2 separate regions of the Gossypium hirsutum genome follow, and region 1 is linked to region 2. Evidence: chromatin contacts called from public Hi-C data. All regions are on one chromosome and are shown on one strand. The core of a region is the stretch at or near the end of the contact, and the rest is flanking DNA. Distances in the headings are between cores, read along the strand shown.

Region 1 (5,827 bases), core at 36-2,535, 340 kb after region 2:
ACATGATCACTAATTCTCAATTCCATAAACACTGATAACACCAAACCAATAATCAAACATGAAGCAACAGAAAACAGAGAGTATTAATGGAAAACCATGCCATTTCCTTCACAAGAAATTGAAATTTTCTAAACAAAACAAGGTGAGCAGATTCAGTAGGCTCAATGAGCCACAACTCATAACTAAATTTTCATAGTCATTGACAAATCGAAACATTACCATTGAATTTCTTCACAAACAAGGGAAACCCTTTTAAAAGCAAAGTAGTTCCAAACGAATGTGTATGATTAACAAACTCCCAGATGTGTTATACCTATGTCGCTCTGACTCATCTCTTTTTTTGTGTGTGTGAATTATCCATGTTTGCCATACATCTGAACAAGGGTATGGGATCATAACCTCAAATGATCCTCCAAATGTAAGGGAAAAAATAAGAAAAAAAAAAGTGAATATATCATGCATATATGGGTGTGGGGTTCTGAACCTCCAATGGTCCTCCAAATGCATGAAATATTTGAACATACCGCGTTGGACACGTACCATATCCGGCTATCACACTCGAGTCCAAGTAACATTGATCTAAACTATCATCATTACATTACATGCCCGATTAAACAACAACAATAGTGATAATCCATAAACACAAACGAAGGCAATTCTCAGATCCGCATCCACACATACTACCAGGCAGAATTCGTGATTAAATCCTGAATATAGACTCTCACCCAACTAACCAATCTTCTCTAAAGAAAAACATCAACTTAATTCAATACAGAAACCAAAACATAAACTCCATGTTAACATCCTCTTAATATTAAAACCCACAATTTTATCATTAAAAAAAATTCAAGAAACGCAAATGAAGAGAACTCAACTAGTCGAAATCACAAGCAATTCGGAAAACAATCAAAGAACAAGAAGAGAACCACCTTGAAAAACTTTTCATCTGTTCAATCGAACATGCAATAGAATCAGTCAAAGAAAAGCCCAATGGAAATCACATATCTTGAACTAAAAATGAAATACTTTAAAAAGAATCAAAATTAGGAGAACAAAAGATTCAGAGCAAGACAAGGTAAGTGGATGAGGTTATAACAAAAATTGCAGATTAGAGGTGAAGCAAAACTAACCTGTACAATAAACAACGAAAGAGTGCGAGCTGCTAAAGAGTGAAACTGGTAACGACCTGTCTGCTGTGGAGTTAAGAGTAGAAAGAAAAGGAAAAATGATCTTCCCTGCCCTAACACTCTAAAATTGGGTTTAATTTGTAAAAACGATAATGGACCTTGGACATGGGCCTATTTTTAAAAGAATGTCACAAATTCCGGTCTACTGTATTTCTCTCTTTTTTTTTCTTTTTAGTCCCTAATTTTTTTGTTTTATATCGATTTAAAGCTTTTTGCTTTTTCCTTTGAAAATTCAAGTTAGAATTATAATTCAATCAGTTTATTCTTGATTCAACCCTACTATACGTAGACGTATAGTTACCCATCAAAAAGCAATGAGGGTGTACTCAAGAGGTGACGTAAACGTTTTATTCTTGATGAGATTTAAATCCCTGACCTATATTATTGTTGGGTATATGATACCATTGGAGCTTCTTGGGAATGCCAATCTGATTCCTCAACAAATCCATCTATGATTTGACGAAAAGAAATTCCCTATAATTTTTTATCTACATTGCCAAGCAATGATTTAAATAATTTATGTGGAGCTAATATTTTTAAGTTAAAAGCTCTAAGATAGAAAGAAGGGTAAAGTCTAAATTGCAATCGCGAATTTATTTATAGAAACGATGGGAAGTGTCACATGCATTACATAAAGCATCACTTTGGTTGTAAATATGAATTTGATAATATTTCAAAGAATTTGACGATTTAGATATTACATAACAAATAAAATACTGTGAATAATTTATAGTTGTCTTTTTCATCATGCCTATCATATTTAAAAGAGTATAATCAAGAGATTTGTGCAAAGTCTACTAAAGCTTAATACTTTATTCAAATTATGTACAAGCCTAATAATTTTTTTTAATTATAATATACTTTTATTTTTAATTAGTATTAAACCTAAACTTTAAATATAAATAGTTTAAATATGAAAATTAAGTTATTTTTTATTAGGTAAAAAGTAAGACCCAAGTTGAATTTTTAACTGAAATAGAGTTTAAGCTCTAGAAACAAAACTTGAATTTAAATTTAAATTCAAGTTTTGCTCGAGTTTTTTAGTGATTACATTTATCAACTTCTAATCAAATAAAACATTCTGATAAACATCATAACTATCATAATAGTATTCATTATATACCTTACATAAAAGATTACATCCATAACCATAATCTAAATCATTTATTAGAAATAAAAGATTACATCCGTAACCATAATCTAAATCATTTATTAGCATTCTACTTTATTCGCAAGCTCAACATAAAGATTAATATAATTTTGATCCCTAAACTTAATAATTAGATCCATTTTAGTATATATATTAACTTTAGTAATTAAAGTTGCCAATTACGTTCACTTAATCCCTAAAATATTTAAAATATATATAAAAATTTAATAATGTAACACTTTAAAATTATGTCATATCATTACTTAAAAAAATTGAATCTAATGACATAACACAATTTCAAAGTGCCACGTTATCAAACTTTTACACTTTCAAATTTCAAATTTAGTAATCAAAATAGATCCAAATACCAAAGTATCAAAATAAACTAAAAAAAAAAAAAGTAAATATCAAAGTGGGCCAAAATTCTAGTGAGGAAGCCACATGCTACTTACCAGAGCTCTTTTAACTCGTTCCAAATCCATAAATGTCGAATACAAATGAGTCGGTCCGAGTATGCAATTTTTTTCCCTTTTTTTTTTTAAAAAAAATGTATATATTTGAAAGCTTAAAATCTCAAACTCAAGTTTGAATGTATGGCGAGTATCTTAGGAAAAATGAAAGCCAGGTAACATAGCACCAAAGGCTCAAAACAGCTGTACTTGGCCATGGTATGGTTTCCATCTCATATACACAACTCAAATGTGATTATGTAAACATACAAAGAGAACAGAGTGATTTAAAGATGCCATAAAGAAGGATGAAAGCAAATCCAGTTGTTTTCTCTTACAAGGGAGTGATGAACTTATATTCACACAAACGGGCTGATGCATATTTGCCATTTTCTCCTACGTCAAGCTGGATTTCAAGTCAACGCTTTCTCCTACTTCAAGCCGATTCTGGGTCGAACTACAGCCTATGCAGAAGACTTGGGTATCTTATACTGCTTCTTGACAAACTGGGATGCCTCTGAATCAGCCCTGTGGCATAATATTCTCAGTAGAGTCTGGTTATCAGCACCTAGTTTGCCACTTGAAGATCTCAAGTCCTCCACCAATTCTCGAGTCTGCAAATGATTAAGTCCAAAAAAATTAACATCATATCTCCGATAAATTTGAAAAATACTCGTTTGCAGAAAATCTAAAAGATAGTCCTTTGCAGGAAAAAGAACTGGATTAAAAATAAATAAACACTGAAACAGGAGATAAATGTAGTCACTATGGTCAGAATATTTTTATTTGTTATTAAACTACCAGGTAAGAATTTCTCATTTTCTTAATCTTTCACCATAGCACTGGTAGCCTATGTTTCTAACTTTTTTCATTTTTCTTTAAAGATCCTGGTCCGACATCTGTGCTCAATGGATATTGGACATGAATATGGGAAATATAACCCTCCAAAGACCATCCAAACACATGGAATGACTTCAAAAAAGTAAAACATACTCGTATGGGATACATGCTCGTATCAGGCACTCACCCGATATTAAGATAGCTAGTAGCAAATGTACCTCCCACCATTTTGAAAAGGGAGATTTGAGACAATAATAGTCAAAGGCAGCATATCTTACCTCCAATCCGTGCAACTTTACAACAAGCCGAACACGAGCAACTTGATTTTCAACGACTCCTCGAGGAAGTCCGTCACCTCCAGAAATAAAGAATTCCTAAGTAAACATTAATGTGAATAGATCAGTGTCAAATTGTGTCAAATTGCACACAATAGAAAATGAAATTGAAGCAGCAAGTCCAATCAGTTTATAGCACCTTTCGCCAAAATTATTGTGAAGGAATGATTTTATTGCCAACATAAAAATGGTTCATCTAAAGGTCTAAGTTTTTCTAAACAAAAAAAGGCACTCAAATCAGGGGAGAAAAATATACAAACTTCTAATACTGCAAAATCTATGTTCAATATCATTAAAATCACATCACCATAACATTGTTAATTTGATTTAAGCAGCCAGTCTGATGATCACCTTTAAGATCTCCAGATCCTCTTCCAATAGCTTCGCATCAGTTGGGTAGAAAACTCGTGACGGGCCTCCGTCTAACAAAACCCTGAGCAAGCCTTCCTAAAAAAGAAACCATTTCGATAAATAGAAATTCAAGGAGCAGTTAAGATTTTTTGGGAAGAAGCAGGCTTCGGGAAAGACCAGTGATGCTTGAAGAAGACTTGTCACTACCCGATCCCTAAGTGGCTCCACAATAATATCACATAGTTGGTTTAGTTCCTGCAGAAGTTTCAGCGACATTTCAGCATCAATTATCATACATATTTAATAAACCTATATTATCACATCAATAAATCTATATAACAATTTCATAAAAAGCAAAACAAGTTGTTTCACCCACTCAAGCAATTTTTTTTTTATTTTGAGGGAAAAAAGGACTTACCACATCAAGTGGTTCAATAACTGCTTCCAACCTAGATTGAGAAACACTAGGTTTATACAAGTTCTCAATAAATGGCTCCCTTAGATCCCAGAAAATAATTTTAGTTCCTGCAACAGGCAGAAAGCACTTAATCAGTGATCAATTCTGTGCCTTAAAAAAACAAAAAGGTATTACCAGTAAACTCCCGAATGCGGTCAATAGCAGCATTTATATCCTTCCTGCTTCCATCAAAGGTGCCTTTTTGGGTTGAACTTTTAGATTTATCATCCATGGATTTCCCTACACAAAAAGCGGGTAATTTCAGTCTGACAAGCAAAAGGTCAAACTGCTTCATTACTGAACAGTTAGACCAATTGAACATATACAGATGGCAAATTTATATATAGCATGCAGATCTGTGAGAATTACAGTGGAAAAACTCCACCATGTGAGATATGGACGCTGGTCTATCCCCAAACAATAGCCAAAATCAAGAATTTCAACCATTTGAAAAACATTCCAATTTAGGCAGTAAGAAAATGCTTGTCAACTATTTGGGGAAGCAATCAATTCTCCAGACCAAGTTTAGCCAACTATTTTTCTTTTCCATTTCCATTAGCTTTGAAAGTCAAGCAGGCTAACCCTTTCAACAAAATATATTAGATGCACAATATAAAGATGCAAGAGCAACATGCATAGTCTTATTACTGAAATGGAAGAAAATAGATCATGTCAGTATGGACTTCAGATACATACTGATATAGATTTTTTCAATGGGCATTTTCCTTGTCCAGTGTTCCCAGATACTATCTTCCAACTTGTTCAGTTGATTAATAGCATACTGCCAATAGCAAAATTCAAGTCAGAATATATTCTGATAACAACACCAGCAAATAAGTCCCAAAATGAGACAGTACATGAAGGGAAACAGAGAGACCACCAGATTATGATTTTAGCACAACTTAAGGGATGACTTGGAAGGACATGATTATTGGTCAGGAAGAACATCTGATTTTGTTGGAGAAAAGCATCTTTCTAAAGCAAGATTTGAAAGATTGTGTTTTAAGCTCTCCTTATTCTCTTTTTTCTGGCATGTTATCCATACTCTCGTTTTTTTT
Region 2 (5,294 bases), core at 2,090-4,589:
CCATCTTCATCTAATAAACACTTCAAATTATCACAATTTTTTACCACCAACCCTTTTAGCGTAAGAGGCAAGTTGTCGTGTGAAAATGACAACAGTTTCGGGCATTTTACAATCTCTAGCTCCCTAAGGGATGTAAGATTGTACATAGTTGCAGATAACTTCTCTAATTTTTCACAATGCTTGATTCTTAGATGTTCAAGACTGCAAAGTGTTTCCATTTGTCGCACCTCTTCTTTTTGCTCTCCTATGGATATCCCCATTGAAACAAGTTGAGAACAGTTCAAGATTTCCAAATTCCGGAGGAAACTTGATTGTGCTAACCATCCTGCTCCATTGTGGCACAAGGAAGGAAGCTCTCTACAACCACCGACCCGAAGAAACTCGGTTTGTGATAAGCCTAACATCAACCCTTTTAAACAAGAAAACCATGTGATATTTGAGAGAGTGGCCTTCTTGATTGAGCAAAGGTCAAGAGAGCCATCATGTCTCACTCTTTTGCAGCCAACAATTTCTATTTCATACAACCTGGAATGCTTTGGAACTGAAACTTCCAATAGTTGACAGTCATGGATCACAAGCTTTTCCAAGCAAGGAAGATAGTTTGGTAAGCTTCCCAACAGTTTGGGGCATTTCTTGACAGAGAGATCACGGAGGCAATTGAAGTTTCCGGTTTTCTCATCGGCTTGGTATGTATTCCACTCCTTCAACTCTGGCATTTCTTCGAAACGAAGAATCTCTAATGCCGGAAATGCATTTGAGCAATTTTCTCCATAGAACTCAACACCTATCTTATTGACATAATCCATTCCTTTGACATAAAGGGCCTTCAAAAACGGCAGTTGTCCAAGTGCTGGTAATGAAGTACACTTGTGGCAATGTTCAAACTCTAAGAACATTAAATTTTTTAATGAACAATCTCCGACCCATGTTGGGAATGTCTGACCACCATAACACTTGATGGAGAGTTTCTTAAGTTTCTTATGCGGTTGAAGTAAGCCCAACACTTCTTTTTCGACTCCTGCGTTTTGTAAATCACCTTTCACGTCCGCACTCCACTTCAATTCTAGATCATCAAGGCTGAACTTACTGAACAACATAGCCTCCGTTGCATCTTGAGCATTGACAAGATGTTCCAATCCTGAGATAGAAAGTTGACCTTTGAGATAAGATAAATTCTTCAGCTCCCTTATCTGATATCCAACACCTTGGCCTATAACAAAGTTGGACAATGACTGGAGACCAATCAATTCACCGATTCCAAACGGCATCCGTTCAATTGAATTTGCATCAGTAATATCAAGATGCTGTAGATTGGCTAAAAGTCTCAAATCAGATGGTAAGTGTTTAAGGCGATCGCAGCCTCTCAACAACAATGTCTGTAAGTTAAAGAGTGTACATATAGATTCAGGGAGGCTTTTGATTTTTGTGTAAGAGAAGTTAAGGTAGCGGATATGTGTCAGATCACCAATTGAATCTGGTAGCTTGGTGAGGTAGTACCCTTCGAGAGAAAGCACTCTTAAGCGTCTCAATCTCGGCAACAAATCGATAAGAACACTGTTAGATAGGTAGCAGTCTCCATCATTTGGCAACATAAATGACATAAATGTTCGTAAATGCTCTGCATCACCGACTGTATGGAACCTTTTGAATCCATTATACCTACTTCCGACGAAGGATGAGTATCGAGCACAGCTCAAAATTTTCTCATCACCCTCTAGTCTAAAGCATATGTCTCCTGCAACCGATCGAGCTAGATCATTGATGAGGTCATGCATCATGAACTGAGATTTATTCCTGCTACATCTTTGAAAGAAAGACCTTGACACAAGATCTTGAAAGTACATGCTACCTAGTTTTTTGATTTGCAGCCTTTTAGTGTTTACTTGTTGCAACATTCCTTCTGCCATCCATAACAGCACTACTTCCTCCTCTCCAAACTCATAGTCTTTAGGGATAATTGAGCAATACGAAAAACATTGTTTTAGATGTTGTGGAAGGTGATAGTAGCTCAGCCTTAGAGCTGGAATTATGCCACTTTGCTCTTCTGATGAATTCCATATCTCATTCTCCAATACATCTTTCCATGCATCTGGATCAACACGAGTTCGAAGCAGGCCTCCAATTGTTTTAGCTGCTAAGGGCAAGCCTTTACACTCCTTCACAATCTGTTCTCCAAGTTCTTTCAAGTCCAAATGACCACTGAAATCTTTGGCTCCTATGGAATGTTGAGCTAAAATGAACAAACAATCATCATTTGACAGTTCTTTCAGTGAGTAATCCGGAACCGTTTTCATAACTGATGAGACGTTCTGGTTTCGCGTTGTCATAAGAATCTTGCTTCTCGAATCCCCTACTTCGAAAGGAGATCGAAGGATGGTCCAATCATTGTAACTCATATTCCAAATATCATCCAAAACAAGCAGAAATTTCTTTTTGGACAGCTTCTCCTTCAATTTGACTTGAAGCAAATTCAGATTATTTACATCATTGCAAGATGCATCACAAGTGACCGACTGCAAAATCGATTTTGTTATCCTAACGATATTGAAATCTTCAGAAACACACACCCATGCTTTGACGTCGAAAAGATCTTGGACCCTATTATCATTGTAAACTAGTTGAGCAAGAGTTGTCTTACCAATTCCTCCAATGCCAACAATGGGGACGACAGAAACTTGAACATCAGTATCACCATCCATTAAAAGCAAATCAATCACTACATTTTTATCATATTCTCTACCATAAACAAGAGCTTCATTCACCAAAGAACTTGTTGGTGGTCTTTCAACTCTCTTAGGCCTACCAACATCGAACTCTCTTAATTGCAACTCATTTTTCCAAGTGACCAAATCATCCAATCTAGAACTAATGGCTTTAGTCTTGTTCATCATCTTATATCTAAACAAGAAAGCATTCGGACCAAAACTTGCAGTGAAGCTATGAATGATCTTCCTTACCTTACTTCGGTGCGCTTGTTGATCTTTCGTTAACTTGTTACGAAGAGCTTCTGTAGCAAACTCGTCCAAGATGTCGTCGACATCAAAAGCCAAGTCTCGGAGCTTGGACAACCACATCTTCACATGCTGGTCCTTCAATTGCTTCTCCTCTGCATCAGCAAGCACTGCATGGACAGTCCTCAGTACTGTCTCCAGCTTGTTAAGTTCCTTTTGAACCTCTTTTTCAGTGGCGAAGTGGAGGGTATCAGGAGAGGTTAAGTTGGCAAACAAGGCCTCAAAGAAAGAGGATATGGCAATTTCTCCAGAGAAGTACATGGCTCAACCTTGAGCAGCACTGAGATGGGAATTGATTGATAATTCAACAGTAAGGGGTTGGATTAAAAGTGTGAAGGGACTTAAGACAGCTAGAAATTCTGTCATTTTCTTTTGAGTTTTCTATAATACAAATATGGATGGATGGACCCCCAGTGTTTGAAAGCAAGGGTAAAAATTGTCAAAGAATCAAAACTGTGTTGACTTTAGGGATGAGGATGCTTCCGCGTAGTAATGAATGACCAAATAATTTCAAACCAATTCGATAGTAACATTTTGTTACTTTTAAGCAATTTTTCTCTGGTGACACCAATGTCATATCCTACGCCCAATACACAAGTCAATTTGATGGGGTCCAGGCTTAAACATTGTATGATCCATCTTTTTGTTTTTAACAAATTTAAAATTTAATTCTTTTTATTTTTTTAAAATTAGGTCCAATTATTAATGTTTTAAATTTCTTTTAGTTAATTTTATTGATGTAACATTTTAAAATAAAAAAAGTTACTCACTTGATCATTATGTAATTAAAAAAGGCATTGTAATGTCAGCAACCTTTTAGCCTTAGCCTAGTGATAAGAGCATCATATTGTAGGCATAAAATAAGGGGCTGTGCTATGGTGTTGCCCCTTTCTAGCTGCTGTTATATCTGCTGCCTTGAAGCTCGGAAGTCGCCACCGTCGCCTCCAACTGCCGCTGCCGGCGTCTAGCTCAGGTGAGGCAGTTGCTGCCGTTTTATTTTTAACCAACTTTTTGTTTGTTTGTTTGCGTTGTAAAATGTTAACAAAGTTAAGCTGTTTGCTAATGTATTTTGACTTCTCCTTTATGGCTTTATGTGCTTATTTTTTTATGGGAGAGATGGGGCTATTTATTGTATCCATTTCCAATTGGTTTTTCCCATTTCTATTATTTTATTTTTATTTTTTAAAATTTTCCCATATTTTACTTATTTTTTAAAATTTTATTTATTTTAATATTTAGACTAGCCAATTCAGTAGTTAAATTGACCAAAACGATTAAACTGAAAACCGGTGATATGAACGATTATAAATAGTACAATCTCATGATTTTATTCAAAGATTAAGTGAATATGTACAACTAACCCTATATTATAACATTTTACTATAACAACTAAATTTATTGTAGAACTAATTTTTATGTTTTATTGTTACCTTTTATACCACATTTTCATATATAACAACAATATTCATAAAGTACTAAATTAATTATCTATAAAAGTCTTATGTCTCAAATTTTAATTATATTCTTAAGTGAAATGAAAATAATGAATTTTAGTTAAATATTATTTCACTTAATACTTCTTCATTTTGGCACTGGTCTATTTTCATCAATTTGACTCGTGTGTTTTTATTTTGTATATCCCATTACTCTAATTTGATTTTTCGTTAAAAAAATTAAACCAACCATAATGTGTCAAAAAAATTACTTAAAAATTAATAACAGAAAATTCAAATTATTAAAAATAAAAATTATAAAAGTCCAATTTTTTTTAGAAAATTATAAAAACTAAAAAAACTTTAATTTATTTTTGAAAATTATAAAAATTATAAGTATGCAAAAACAAAAAAAAAACAAAAAACAGATTTCATAACATTTTAAAATTTTGTTTGTTTGGAATTTATGGATTTTAAAAAATTTTAGAATTTTATGAAAACTTTTAAAAGTTTTAAGAATTTCTTTTATATATTTTTAAGAAATTTCGAGTTTTTTTAGTAAAAAATAACATAAAATTCTTTAAAAAATTCTGAAAAAATTTAGAATTTCAAATAAACCATTTGTTTAAACTTTATGGAAATTTCTAATTTTTTAAAAAGTTTTACATGTAATTTTAACTTTTTATAATTTTCAAAAATAGATTATGATTTTTTTTATTTTTTATAATTTTGTTTTTGGACTTTTTTAGGTAGGTTTTTTTTTTTGGATTTCTAATGATTTTTTTTAGTTTTGTTATATTTTTAAAAAAATTCAAGTGAATTTTTCACTTTTTCTTCTACATGGCGGTCA

Evidence for each region. A called contact is a pair of places that touch in the nucleus more often than the background predicts.
Region 1: a contact with region 2 is called in a Hi-C map of leaf, with 2.0 times the contacts expected there. The contact joins the promoter of LOC107904797 here to the promoter of LOC107904809 in region 2. A contact is called at or near these places in 3 of 34 Hi-C or Micro-C datasets (leaf and seedling).

The regions. Positions count from the first base shown.
Region 1 is chrD05:29,028,913-29,034,739 of Gossypium_hirsutum_v2.1, forward strand. It overlaps LOC107904797 (DNA-directed RNA polymerase V subunit 7), which reads right to left and starts at 1,286. Exons shown (of 2, transcript XM_016831286.2): 1 at 1,131-1,286. LOC107904796 (protein unc-13 homolog) reads right to left here. Exons shown (of 26, transcript XM_016831283.2): 20 at 5,466-5,550; 21 at 4,905-5,009; 22 at 4,731-4,837; 23 at 4,490-4,567; 24 at 4,313-4,408; 25 at 3,905-4,000; 26 at 2,943-3,400. The coding sequence ends at 3,251.
Region 2 is chrD05:28,686,372-28,691,665 of Gossypium_hirsutum_v2.1, forward strand. It overlaps LOC107904809 (putative disease resistance protein At3g14460), which reads right to left and starts at 3,340. Exons shown (of 2, transcript XM_041094608.1): 1 at 1-3,340. The coding sequence starts at 3,272.